3 separate regions of the Mus musculus genome follow, and regions 2 and 3 are each linked to region 1. A link is a contact called in public HiChIP or PLAC-seq data. All regions are on one chromosome and are shown on one strand. The core of a region is the stretch at or near the end of the contact, and the rest is flanking DNA. Distances in the headings are between cores, read along the strand shown. Region 1 holds the start of Cep350 (centrosomal protein 350). Region 2 holds the start of Lhx4 (LIM homeobox protein 4). Region 3 overlaps Qsox1 (quiescin Q6 sulfhydryl oxidase 1).

Evidence for each region. HiChIP or PLAC-seq counts read pairs in DNA pulled down with a chosen protein or histone mark.
Region 2: a contact with region 1 is called in an HNF4G HiChIP or PLAC-seq map of pancreatic cancer cells. The contact joins the promoter of Lhx4 here to the promoter of Cep350 in region 1. A contact is called at or near these places in 2 of 39 promoter capture datasets (embryonic stem cells and stem cell-derived epiblast-like cells), 2 of 484 Hi-C or Micro-C datasets (embryonic stem cells and nephron progenitors), 3 of 115 datasets of contacts at active chromatin or transcription factors (embryonic stem cells and pancreatic cancer cells) and 1 of 9 other capture datasets (adipose tissue).
Region 3: a contact with region 1 is called in an H3K4me3 HiChIP or PLAC-seq map of the SCID.adh cell line, with 13 read pairs. The contact joins the enhancer-like site here to the promoter of Cep350 in region 1. A contact is called at or near these places in 8 of 39 promoter capture datasets (the 3T3-L1 cell line, the C10 cell line, embryonic stem cells and 4 more), 4 of 115 datasets of contacts at active chromatin or transcription factors (the HPC-7 cell line, the SCID.adh cell line, embryonic stem cells and 1 more) and 3 of 9 other capture datasets (adipose tissue, liver and pancreatic islet).

The regions. Positions count from the first base shown.
Region 1 is chr1:155,971,038-155,975,551 of GRCm38.p6, forward strand. Cep350 (centrosomal protein 350) reads right to left here and starts at 2,218. Exons shown (of 38, transcript NM_001039184.1): 1 at 1,812-2,218.
Region 2 is chr1:155,740,024-155,744,537 of GRCm38.p6, forward strand. Lhx4 (LIM homeobox protein 4) reads right to left here and starts at 2,004. Exons shown (of 6, transcript NM_010712.2): 1 at 1,779-2,004. The coding sequence starts at 1,854.
Region 3 is chr1:155,779,851-155,784,364 of GRCm38.p6, forward strand. It overlaps Qsox1 (quiescin Q6 sulfhydryl oxidase 1), which reads right to left. Exons shown (of 12, transcript NM_001024945.1): 9 at 3,553-3,675; 10 at 2,675-2,822; 11 at 1,425-1,604; 12 at 1-88. Among named protein-coding and RNA genes, the nearest start is that of Qsox1, 31 kb to the right of the region's middle. Within about 2 kb of position 2,206, at least 37 of the 459 cell types and tissues checked have an H3K27ac peak or open chromatin away from gene starts, as enhancers often do. A contact at or near this core is called in the SCID.adh cell line and memory CD8 T cells, where this site is marked.

The DNA of each region.
Region 1 (4,514 bases), core at 968-3,467:
ATGTGCAAAGGAAGAATGTATTTTTAAAAATATCTTGAAATAATAACAAATAGCAAAAGTATCTAAGGCTAATATTTAATTTAAAATGTAGCTAATTCTAGAACATCTGCAGAATAAAAACAGCACACATAAATTAATGGCTTTGTATGTTCATTTCCACAACTACAAAATAAAGATCTGAGTCCCCTTTGCTCACAAGAGTACACAAAGACTAATTCATGGAAGTACACTCGTCCCCCCACCCTCGCCCCCAAAAAGTCAGTTATTTCGTAAAACTTCTCTTTTGCCCTCATTATAAATTATAGCAGTTTAACAAACTAAAGTGGTTACATAAGGACTTCACTTCCTTTCTTGTTGCCTCTATATAGTGTGTTAAAAATGGATTTTAAAAAATGACAATCAGAAGAAAAAAATTTTAAAACTTTAATTCATAAATGTATTAACACCATAAAAGGTTGATTCTATAGTATTGATGGTCTTAAAATAATACTATACACCAATACATGTCAGAAAAAAGTCTTTCATATTTATACAAAATTGTTTACAAACATTACTATCACTATAAGCACAAAGTTCTGCTATGAAAAGACAAGATACATATTTGTCTACATATACAATGTATTCTGGCATGACCTTCATATTCTGATTAAGGTGTACTAAGTTGAATGCAGTAACAGTTCAGATTTGTTGCATTTAATAGTTTGTCAATTTAGCATACAAAACCTCTTACACTTTCATGGGCTTGCAATAACTTCTAGTACAGGTCTAGGAGTCTCCCAAAGTCACAATCCCAAGTTATTAGCAGCACGCTGCCTTTTTAAAAAGCAGTATTTTAAATTAAGAAAGTTTTTAAATGGAGAGCAGTTTGTAGTATTTCATTATTGCCTCTTCAAAAATTCCCAGGTGCTAATAGTAGGTTGGTCTAGGATGGACTGTCCATTTAAATCTTTAAAATACAAGCGAAGGGAGCAGGTTAACATGGCAACACTAACGACTTCTCCAATTTCAAAACAAGAAACACCAGCAAAACAATTAAGTAGAGTACATGGATACCGACCACTATTCCTAAGGGCCTATTTTTTCCCCCCAAATGAAACATTTGTTACAACATCAAAAAATCCATTTAAAAAAAAATCTATACCTATTTGCAAGTTCCGAACTTGAAAACTAAAACCCTGGCAAATTTCTGCCTGTATCTGTGACATTAACTAAATATGATTTAGCATATTAGTCTGAATTTAAAAGAGGGGGGAGGGGAGGGAAAGTGACAACTTCCAACGTGTAAGGCTTGTTAAATGTCACCCCCTCTCCACCCAATCATGTGTGAATAAGCCGGTGGACTCCATTCAACAACTGCTGCTGGACTGGAGGTGATCAAAGTTTTCCCCATACTGCACTTTGAGAATATTACACCCAGGAAAAGGAACAGAAACTGTTCCTGACACTGGAGCTAGTGCCCCGGAATTTCCCAAAATATGCTCGATCTCCAAACGAAGAAGGGACACTTCGGAGACCAAAGGTGAGAGGTGGCTTAACTCTATGCAGACAAGAGGAGGGGCGAGGGTGCTGAGGGCGACACTGGCAGGTAAGCAAAGAAATCTTGTCTTCCGTGGGCACCAGTAGGTCCGGGAGCCCAGGTCTCAGGATGACCCTCCAGGAAAAGTCTCGGGACCCAAGGAGGGTCCCCGGGGGGGACGTCAGGCAGTGCCAGGGGGGCCCCGCCCCGCCTCTCTGGCCACCTCGGGGACCTGGGACCGCGGACAGAGACATCCGAGGCGGAGCAGGCTCCGCCAGGTCTCCCCGCAGCTCACCTGAGAGTGTCGCCTCCGCCCTCGGCTCCCACGGTGCATCCCGCGGGGCCTGGCGGAGGGTGCAGTGACGCCGCCCCGACCGGCCCCAGGGCTGCCCGGCCTGGCCTCCCCGCTCCGGGGACGCACCGGGTGCCCGCCTCGCCCCGGCTCCCGGGATCCGCCGGGCGGCAGGCAAGGAAGGAGAGGCGCAGAGGCGGCCTTCCTCTGCCCCGCCGCGAGCCCCCTCCCGAGCTGCGGCTCTCCGCAGTCCTCTCAGGCGCAGGTCCGGCCCCGCTCCCCCGCCCCGGGAGTCACTTCGGCAGCGGCGGCCCAGTCGCCATTACAGCTCAACAACTGACACGGAGGAGGAGCGGCGCCGGCGGCAGTGGCGGTGGCGGCGGCGCGAGGCAGGGCGGGAGCAGTCAGGGAGGGAGAGGGCGGGGGGGGGGGGAGAGAGACTCGCCAAACCTCGCGAGAACTGTCCGGAGACGGTTCCGCAGGAATGCAACCCTGGGTGAAGGCCAGCCATGTTGAGTGTGGCCGACGGAGGAGCGCGATCGGACCCGAGGCTAGAGGATGCGGGGAAGCCATCTTTGGTGTGGCGCTTTGGGAGCTCGGCGGGACTCGGGAGGAGCCAGAGTCTATCCGCAGAGGAGACCACCCCCTTCCCTTTGACGCTAATTGGGCCTTCTGGCTGAGCGGGTCACCCCCGAGCCAAAACACGCTGAGGACTTGACAAGGGTGACCCAGGGATCCGGGACCCGGCAGACGATTCAGAAGGAATCGTCACTCTAGGCGGATCGGAGTAACCGCAGCTTTGCGGCTGCTCGCTGCTGTCACTGCGGCCCTCTCATTGGCCAGGGGTTTACAGTTCTGTTCAGCACGCACACTGATGGCTTAAGCTCTTTCCAAAACAAGCAAAAACTACGTTTCCTTTCCCTTCGGTGTTGTGGTTTGAGAAGCCCTCTGGGGTCAACATATTTTCTCTTAGCTTTGTCTTTGTCACCAGCCTCCGCTTGGTGAATTTTATCGTCTGTCAAGACTGTAAAGGACAGCTTTTCTGCGAATAATGCCTGACACCTTCCGCTAGGTGCTCACTGCAGCTAAGCTCTCCACCTTCTGGGCTCCGATAGTTACTTTGCCTCGAAATTATTTCTCATCTAAAGTACCATGGGTGTCTTAAAGTCTCCTTTTTCTATGTATACCCAGTAGGGCCTGGCACAGTAACTACAACACTGTAGATGTTCAATAAATGTTCGCTACCTTGACCATATCAATAAAAGCAGACGACAATAACTGATCCTCCCCATAAGACAGCCGCGCCTCAGCAGGAACTACGTGAATGTACAAAAGTCCTGCACATATGTCAATGTATACACCCTCCCTGAGAACAGCACTTCAGCAAAGAATGAGAGTTGTGGAGATCCCGAGTACGCAAGCAGTAGCAAGAAAAAGATTTGAAAGGTGGAACTGCGGCAGGGAAATGGATTAGCAGGTAAAGGGAATTGCCACCACGCCTGGCGATCTTAGTTTGATCCCCGGACCCAGAATGGTGGACCAAGAGAGCAGATTCCTCTAAGGTGTCCTCTGATCTGCATTGCGTGCAGGTGCATGAGAAGACATGTATGATTACATACATACATACATACATACATGTAATAAAAAGAAAAGTGAAATTTACCTTTTCTCCAGCCTAGTTATTTTAAAGAACGTATCCAATCCCCTTATTGAGTTATGATTACTTTTTAATAGTGGGTTCTGAAACACTATCTGCCCAATATTATAGCACCAATCAATGGGAAATAATCTCCTTTACTCTAAAGCTAACATAGTTTCCCACCTCCTACGTTACCTCGTGATCAACAGAAAGGCAATGAGGTTTTTGTTATGGTGTCAGCATTGCTCTCTGCTATCAGCCTGAACTCCTGTTTTCATCAAATTTCCAGCATTGGTTCTCAACTGCGCTCTCTCTCTCTCTCTCTCTCTCTCTCACTCTCTCTCTCTCTCTCTCTCTCTCTCTCTCTCTCTCTCTCTCTCTCAGAAGATCCTGCAGGTTGGCATGGAACTCACAGTCTTCCTGAGTGCTAGGATCACAGACCTGCACCACCATGCCTAGATACTAGATAATCTCTCTTCTTTTTGACACTCTGTGATTTCTTTTTACTCCCTCAAGAATATTGGCTTTCAAGTGTATCATAGTCTGTTCGTTTCCCTCACAGTTTTATGAAAGTAGCCACATTCCTCCAGTGCAAATGATTAAATCAGTACGTTCAGAGGGTGCCTCAAGTTTTATCCCTACCCTGCCTCCAGCTGCCAAGATAAGATTAGTGGAAACTTCTCACTTCCTGCTGGCAAAGCTTTTCTCTCTCCATCTCCCTGAAGATGGTACAATAAAGTAGAAAATGCTCTCAACACTTGTGTGTCCTCTGAGCCCTCCAGACCCTCCACTTAATGCCTATGAATCCAAGCTAATGTATCTATTCAATAGGATTGTCTTGAAAAGCCAGGCATAGTGACACATGCCAGTAAGCCCAACCTGGAAGGCTGAGACGGGAGAATTGCCATGAGTTTGGGTGTTTATACATTGCAGTTGTTCTATCTGCAAACTCCACAATGCTGTTCATTGGACAGATGACAAAGTATCCTCTTAGAGTTTTGTGGGTTGATCATGTTTCATTGCGACATCTGTCATCTTCATGGTACACCAAGATCATAAGATCATGA
Region 2 (4,514 bases), core at 754-3,253, 230 kb before region 1:
TTTCTGCAGTATGGGTCCAGACTCAGCCTTTGGAGACATGTATGAAGCTAAAATGATTTCCATGTCTTTTTAGCAAAGCGAGTTCCTGACATTCAGTATCCCTGAGCAAAAGACACAAAAATCAAGACAATGTGAATTTTGTATATGACAAAAAAAAAAAAAAAGTACCGTCAGAGGAGAGTCCAGAATCCGGACAGGACATCTGTGGAGGAAGTCATTAGAATACAGGTACTTAAGGAGGATTGAGTCAGACCCCCACATCCTTTATCCATTCACAGACCGCCCTTATGAGTGCAGCATAGCTACAAGTAGTTTAAGAACGTGGGTACCTTAGAAAGGGTTTGCTTTTCTGTTTGTTTAGGAGATGAGAATCAACAAGCTGTTGGAAGCAATTACCAACACTGCTTACAGAATACGCTGACAGTCAATTCTCCAAGGCGCAGCGAACTTTGCAACTGTTCGCCAACAGGCGACACAAGAACTGTAGGCTACAGCGGAGGAACAATCTAAAACAGGCTCAAATGAAGCTATCTCTTCCATTTTTCTCTCAAAAACTTTACAATAAATCTCAAGACATTGGCTGGACAGCCCGCCCTGAGATTTGTGTTACAGAACCCCTGCGATGGAGAGGCAGGGCGCAGGAGGGCGCGCTGCTGCGCCGGGGATCGTAGGTAGTCTCCATCCCTGGGTGAGCCTGCTCTTACTTACAATAAACTCCTACCGCATCACTAAAGCAGTCGTAAGCGGAAGTGTAGTCTCTTGGCAAGCCCATCGAGGGAACCCTTCATCTCTCTAGGGTACCCAGGGGCACCTAGCCCAGTGCAGCCGTTTGTAAACCCAGACTTAACCAGGAGCCCGCAAGCGCGCGCTAAGCCTGAGAACCTGTTCGGGTCTCTGCACAGATTGCTTCTATCTGTTCAGGAGTCGGAAACACAGACAGATTCCCACCCGGAAAATCTCTGCCGTGTGTGCACATCCGTACAAACCAGAAACCTGGGGTGAGAGACCTGCCGTAACTAATTGCAGGCTCTGGAAGAAATTGAGAGAGCTAGCAAAGTGCCCACACGTCTGAGTCTCTCTCCCTCTTCCAGCCCCGCGCCACTAAGATTGCCTACCCTCGCCTAAGCAAAGGCTGCACGCACAACTTCGTTCCAGAGCTTCTCGCCGCTGCATTCCTCGGCTAGCTGGAATGTGGCGAGTGCATTCGCTCACCCGGAGCAGTCTGCTGGCGGCAACACAGGCGGCGGGTGCCCCGGGCAGCAGTGACTGGGGACTCAATCAAGTGCTCGAACTGCCGAAACCAAGAGTGTGACAGGGGGCTTCTGTACAGCCCTGCGACCCGGGACGCGCTCTCCAACTTCCCGCCAGCTGGGGTAAAGTTGTACCAGCGGTTCTGCGAGCTTTGGCCATTGCCGCGAAAGGTAATCAATTGGGGGACCACTTTTGCCCTCGGGCCTGGCCTGTAGCTGGAAACCTCTGTTGTCCCCAAACAGCATCCTCCCTAGGGTTCTCATAAAAGCGACGGCCCAAAGATGCTACTTTCTATACCCTTGGGCCCTCCACGAACAGTATCCCGGAATCTTTCGAATTCGATCCCAAATTGCCAAGAGTCAAGCCCTTCAAACACTGACTGGTAGTACCCCAGCTCTGTGACCGCCTCTGCACCCCGACCCCTCCCGGTCAGTGCCTTGAACGGCGCGTCCGGCCTCCCCGCACCCGCTGAGGCTGTTAGCTGTCTTGTTATCAAATTAAATTAGCGAGAAAGGAGGGTGTCTTACGTTGCATCGGCACACCGAGCATCTCCGGGAGCCCCTTGACAGCCCCCTCCGCGGGGACAGCCGCGCTCTGCATCATCTTGGAGCCAGAGGCAGCAAGTCGCAGTCTACCGAGATCTCTCGCTCTCTCCCTCTGGCTGGATTCGGAAATTTGAAAATAATAATAATAAAACCAACCAGGCCGCTGAAGTCACAGAGGAAACCGAGCCCTCCGCGTCTCCGGGAGGACTCCACAAGCTGGCTGGCCCCCTCCCCCGCCAGTCCTCAGGCTGTTTCAAATCCCTTTGATCTCGCTCTCCCGGGCTGGTGCACATCCCGGGTTGAGGAGACACTGTTGCTGCAGCTCTGGCTCCCCCCCTTCCCTTCCCCGCCCTCCTCTCCCCCTCCCCCTCCACCCTTCGCGTGCCGGCTGCCCTGGAGGCCGCGGTCACCCAGGCATTTTGATTCATTCACACTGCAGGAGCGGCCGTGACGTCGCTTTCCGCAGGGAAGCCCGCCCTCCAGCTAGTGCTGCCAACCGGGCAGCCCGCTGCAGACCCCCGGCTAGCCAGAGTAGGGGGCGAGAAGTAGGGGGGGTTCGGTAGCCCCGAATCTGGTCGGAGGTGCGGGAGGGCGGGGCCGCCTGATAGGGGGCGGGGCCTGCAGCCCCTCCCCCACCCTGCCGTGCGGGCTCGCGCCCCGGTATAAATACTGCGGCGGGCTGGGCCGCGGCAGCAGGTGGTCCCGGAGCGCAGGGACCACGCAGAGCTGGTTTCTGCCAGCTTTGGGGATTCCCCGCTCGCCCCCAGCATCGGTCCTCTAGGATCAAGGAGGGGGCGCGGTGGGCCAGGACCCAGCGGACCCTGGGTTGGCGCTCCGAGTTCAGAGCTTCTCCAGCCCACGGAGCGTGTTCTGTAACTGGATGATTCCATCCATCCTCCACTTGTTTTTTTTTTTTTTTTCCTGGCCAGTTCCTTTCCGGCCGGTACTAACCAGACCCTACTCTCTCTCCCCCGCGTCTGGCTGAGGCAGGGCCAGGGACAGCTCGTACTCGGCCGGGAACGCGCGAGTCACGCAGTGGGCCGCCACGGAGCCGGATGGAGGCAGGCGGCCTGGGCCGCGCACGAAGGTGGCCGGGCGCGGGTCTTCGTGCGCGCCCACACTCGCCTCGGCCTTCCGCCACAGTCGGCACTCTCACCACCCGAGGTCCAGTCCTAGTCCCACGCCTCCCAGCCGCCCGCCCTCCCAACTGGGTCTCCAGCCGGCGTCCACCCAGATCCGCCCTCTCTGGCTCCTGGAGACTGCTCGGCCGAACCGGCTGCCACTGCGGGCACTTTGAACGATCCCTGGCCGCGTGTGTACTGGGCGGAGGCGTGCACCGGGCCCCCGGGGCTGACCAGCAAAGGGCGTGCATTGCTGTTGTGTTTAACACACACACAGAGACTCACACACAGACACAAACGCGCGCGTAGAAAACTCATTCTTCCCATTCTCATTCCTGGAGGCAATAAAGCAAAGATCAATGCTGGGACGAAGTCGCTAGCACTTTTTCAAACACTCGACGCCTCCTGACCACCGGCTCTAGAAACCTACCGGGTCAGCCCTGGGCCCAGCCACAGCCACCTCGGACACTACCATTCCTAATTTAATTGCCGACTTCAAGTCAGATGGGTCTTTACAACCAAATGGGACCCTGCGCTGAGAAGTTTTGTTTTTGTTTTTACTCCTGGTGTTTTAGGGTTGGTGATGGAGGAGGATGGACAGTAAGAGGGGTGGCTGTGTGTGCTACTTAGGATCTGTGTCCAATGAGGTCACAGCAATTTCTATGGGTCCTAGCACTAACGAGGGTCCTGTCTTGCTGTTTACTGAGCTGTCTACACAAATTGAGAAAATACGGTGGAAATGCTAATTTCATTAGCAACCAAACACACAAGAAAAAAACCAACCAAACAAACCAGTGTAGCCCCAACCGTTTGTTTATTGGTTTGTTCCTACAACCTGGGAGGAAATAGGATTTCAGTTGGTAAGGATGTTTATAAATGGTTCTCTCTCAGGCATTGCTGTTGTCTTTATAAACTCTTAATATCCATTTGGGAAGATATTTGAGGAAATTTATCCAAACCATAAAATTTTCCTATATTTTAGTTCATGTAATTCCATTTTGAGTGTTCAATACACACAAAAGTAACCTAGAATATTTTTTAAAGATTCATGCATGAAGATCTTTATTACAGCACTATAATCTGGAGGGAAGTTTTACCTAAATACCCAACAAAAGAAAGTGGTTTGAAGAAGCATATTAGATTTGCTAGGTATTATCTTAAATAATCACTGACTCGGATTATAAGGTCTAGCAACATAGTAATGCTGTGACAACCAATAAAAATTATTAGCTAATTAGAAAAGCAGGGATAATACCCATTGTTCATTTGGGTGTGAAGAAAACAGGACAATTCATAGTGAGAATATAAATGTCTTCTAAGGGCATTTTGACAATAGTTTGTCTGTTTTATACTACTGGGGAAAGAATTCAAAGCATTGCATCTGCTTGGCAGGTAGGCATGGGCTCTACCATGGAGTTATATCCCTAACTTAGGGTAGGATAGTTTATAGCTTAAAATGTCATTTATATAGCAATGTATTCAAAGATCATGAGTAAGAATGTTACAAAGTTACAAGTACTTTTAAAAAGAAAATAACATAGAGGCTGAGAGTGTGCTCATTTGTAGAAAGTAGAAGACCCAGGAGGAGTGATTTCAA
Region 3 (4,514 bases), core at 956-3,455, 190 kb before region 1:
TGTCCGTTGAGTTCATTATGGCAGGCAGAACACAGCTCACGGGGAGGCCACTGCACCTTGGGGAAGTGGGGGTCCTCACTCAGAGCACCTGGGGAGGGAAGGACACTCAGTTGTAACAGCCACTCTGCCTGGAGTACACTCAGTTAGCTATAGCATCCACTCTGCCTGGAGTACACTCAGTGAGCTATAGCATCCACTCTGCCTGGAGCTCAGGTTTCTTTTGTTCACAACACCAGCTTTTTCATCTGCAAAAAAAGGCTCACCAAGCCTTTAAAAGGATGGGAGGTGAGAGATACAGAGAAAGAAAACAAAAGCAAAAATAAACCAAGATTAAAAACCCAAAAACAAAAGGAGCAGGTAGCCAGGCTCAGTGGTGCAGGTCTGTAATCCCTGCCTCTCAGGATGCGGTAGAAGGATTGAATGTTCAGGACCAGTCTGGATGCCTCTGTCTCAAAAGAAGGCAGAGGAAAATTTGGGGAAATAGCTCAGTAGTAGAGTGTCTACCTAGCTTGAGCTAGGCCCAAGGTTCCATTCCAAGCACCACTACAAACCCAAACAAGCCCTGGACAAACTGGCACAGTTCTGGCCTACAGGGTGACCTGGCCACTGCGGCATTTGGTGGCAGAGGTGAGGTAAGGACAGGGGAAGAGGCTGGCAGAGAAGGTAGGCATATGTCTTTTTTTTTAAATATTTATTTATTTTATGCATATGAGTACACTGTAGCTGTCTTCAGACACACCAGAAGAGGGCATTCGATCCCATTACAGACGGTTGTGAGCCACCGTGTGGTTGCTGGGATTTAAACTCAGGACCTTCGGAAGAGCAGTCAGTGCTCTTAACTGCTGAGCGATCTCTCCAGCCTATATGTCTTCTTTTTAAAAGCCACTAGGAGACTCCAGGACAGGGAACCAAGTGCTGGCTTACAGTACCAGCGGCTCCACCCAACTCCTACCCTAGGAGGGCTGCCTGGGAGGTATACACTACTCCCCAGATGTGTAGCATCCAGTCTAGAGAAGGCTCCCTCCCAGGCTCTGTGTAGGAACTACCATGCTCCCACTTGCACGGAAAGGCAAACAATGTAAGTAACTACTTACATTGGGGAGGCTCCCCACTCCCCAGCCCACTCTGGTAAGAACTTTCTCTGGGTATGGAAAACCCATGCTCTTTTCCCTGTTAGTCTGATAAGAGGCATATAGAGGGACCGCAGAGCGGAGGAGCAGGAGAGAGGGGTCCTGGGACCAGCAGGGGAAGGAACACTAGCACTGAGCACCAGGGTCATTCAGTGTCCCCATCTGCTTCCTCTGCACATGGGGCCAATGAGACTGGACTGGCAGATATGTGTAAGAAGCATAGAGTGCCACTGAAAATGACAGCCAGTATGGCCCCCATTGCCACCTCCAGCCTTGGAAGTAAGCCCTCCTTACCTGAGAGGCGAGCGTTAACCCTGTTGTGGCTAGTCCAGAGCCAAAGAATCGCATTACTGGGACTTCTCACTTGGTGCATGGACGCTGCAGCCATCTGCTCAAAATGGTCCGCACAGTCACGACAGCCAAAGAAGAACTGAACATAGCTCCTCATGGCTTGGAGGACCTCCTGGCCATCAGCTGCAGGGAAAAGGAGACACCACAGAAAGGCTCTTCACACTGCCAGCCTCTGCTGTCTCCATCAGGGTTCCCCACAGGCTGCCCCACCCTCCTCAACTCTGCTGTGGTCCCCAGCAAAGTGCCTCACGTTCCAGCCTATGACACAGGCCTAATACTCCCTTGCCTACTTCTACCCTTTCGGGGGTCACCACAGAGATGGTCCCATTTCCTCCCAAACTCCTAAACTTCAGTTCCCCCTCTCCTCTTCAGTGGGACGTTCAGGCTCTGTGGCATGACTAGACAGGTGACAGAAGCAGGTCACTCATCCCAGCCTCCATCCTCCTCCTCCACCTGCCTGCTTCAGCTCCCACTCAACTTGCTCTCTGGCGAGCCTCACCTCTCTGGGACCCTCTTAGAAGTCTATCCTCCTCTGGTCTAAATAGCTTCTAGTCTGCCTCTATGTCCCTCCTTATTCTCACTCTGACTCCCCCATATAGGCTGGTACTAGCAAGGGTCTCTGTCGACTCCCACACTTTTTCTTGAACTGAAACCAGACTCTCCTGAAGGTCACCCACCCACACTTTCTATGTTTTTTTTCTCTTCCTGTACCTCAGATACCTTGGGGCTCACTTCCTGTTGCTTCTACACATTCCTTCCTCTGCAGAGCTCCAACGCTGTAGAAAGTAACCTCCCTCTATCCCCCAGGACCTCGTAGGAGTGCTCTCTCTCTCTCTCTCTCTCTCCCTCTCCCTCTCTCTCCCTCCCCCCCCCTCTCTCTCTCCCATCTCTCTCTGTGTGTCTGTGTGTGTGTGTGTCTGTCTCTGCTTTGCAACATCAGTGTCTGTACCACTGTGCCCCCTCCTGCTCCATCTCCCCCACCCCCACTCCAGGTCTAACTGCCCCACATCATGGCTCTGTCAGCTCTGCCTCCCTCTTCTCAGCATCTCCAGAACTGTATTCCTGCAAACACTTCCTTTTCTTTCTGCCTCCCACTAATACAGGATCAGTCTAGCTGACTCCCATGGGGGACAGACAGATGTGACAGACAGACAGATTTGAGGCAGAGTGCAGTGAGCAGGCCCTGGACTCACCTGGTTCCTGTGGGTGGGCCTCACTATATCGGTTTGCCTGCACCGTCAGGAAGTGGAAGAGGACCCACAGTGAGCAGGGAAACCCCCGGAAGTGTGGCTCACTGCCCTGGCAGCCGACCCAGTTCACCTTCTCAGTAAGGACAGCATCCTAGAAGGGACACACATGAGCATGAGTGCACAAGCAGACAAGAGAAGGGGTGGAAACGGGGATGACAAGAGAAGCTTCCAGGAGCCCACAGCACCACAGCCATCTTCTTGGCCAGAAGATTAGCAGATCTGAGAACTCATGGCATAGACCAAGTTCTATCGAGGTCCCTGGAACCTTGACTCCTTATAAACTCACATGGGTCTGTATGTCCACTGGGTATGGCTTGTTTCTGCAGACAGCAGAAAGAACAGGTGCTCTGCTGGGGGCCATGCTGGGGAAGCAGGCAAGAGTTAAGAACTCTGGTGTCTTAGATAAATGTGGTGGCTCATGCCTATCATCTTCACATTTGGGGAGCTGATGCAGGAGGATTGCTGAGTTTCAAGGTCAGTAGCCTTATATACAGAGTAAGGCCCTATCTCAAAAATAAGTCTCCACTGCCTCATCCCTCAGAGGTGTTAGCTCTGTTCACTGACAGGTCCTTACAGGGTCTTAGGCTAGAACCGTTATGTAATCTCCTAAACTTGCTTTCTTCATCTGCTAAGTGAAAATTCTGATGTATGAGGATTCGATGAGATATTCCATAGGACCCAACGAAGCAGCTTATTAGTGATAAATGGAATCACTTAATGCAAACCTCTGGATAACGTCACCAAGTGTTGAGGCATTAAGTCCTCCCAGTCCCAGACATGTCGAGGCATTGATAGGGCCTTCACTTGCCTGCTGGACTCACCTCCTTCCTGCTGTCCAGAGCAGCTTTGAAGAAACTGTAGGGGATCCTCTTCTTCTGCTGCTTCTGAAGCCAGTCGTTTATGGAATGCAAGAAGTTCTGGACCAAAGGCTGCCCAGGGAAGTACTGTAGGGAGGAGCAAGTGGCGATTGGAGAGTAAGAAACAATTCTATAGAGTTTTACGTTGTAACAAAAACCATCAGACACAAATGTGAATTCATATACTCTATTCTGGACAGAGGAGAAGAAACTCTATGTAGCCTAGGCCCTGTGGGTCTCTCCTATCAAGGCTCAGGCTACAACGCTGACCTAACCACATGAAACCACTCAGAGAAAGTTCCAAGCACCACACCACTCCCCAGGACTGCCTTGAACACTGGGCACAAATCTCTTCAGGCAGTCTTCTGACGCAGCAACTGATGGCCCAGCCGGACTTATGTGGAGTAGGCAAGGGGCTACGCGTCAGGTAATTGAGGAAAACTGCAGCTGTATCTTGGCAGCTGCTCTCTGATGCCCAGAATCCCTTTATCACCCAGCCTCCTGGGAGCAGTGGTTGGGTTCTTCGGAAACAGACACCAGGACCCCCTCCCCACGACAAACATCCTGCTAAGCCAGGAAGGAAAAACTGCAGGGACGTCTCAAGCCATAAGATGGAAGAAAGATCATGCTCTAGGGAAGAGGGTGTCAGTGGTGTCACCAGAGGGAGGCACCATAAAAAGTCTTTAAATCCCTAACACAGGGCCCAGTGGGACTCTACCCACCTCCCTTTGGAATGCCCATTCCCGCTTGGAGTGCACTCTCCTTTTTGCTTTTGATAAGTAAACTGTTTTTAGCTGTCTGTGTTTCTTGGCTCAGCTCTTTCTTTTGAAAAGACAAGAACCAAACTGAGGAGAAACCTTCATTGGTAATAGGCTAGGCTGGCAAAAGACCTTTCATTTTTTAGCTCATGGGCCGCCAGTATGGAC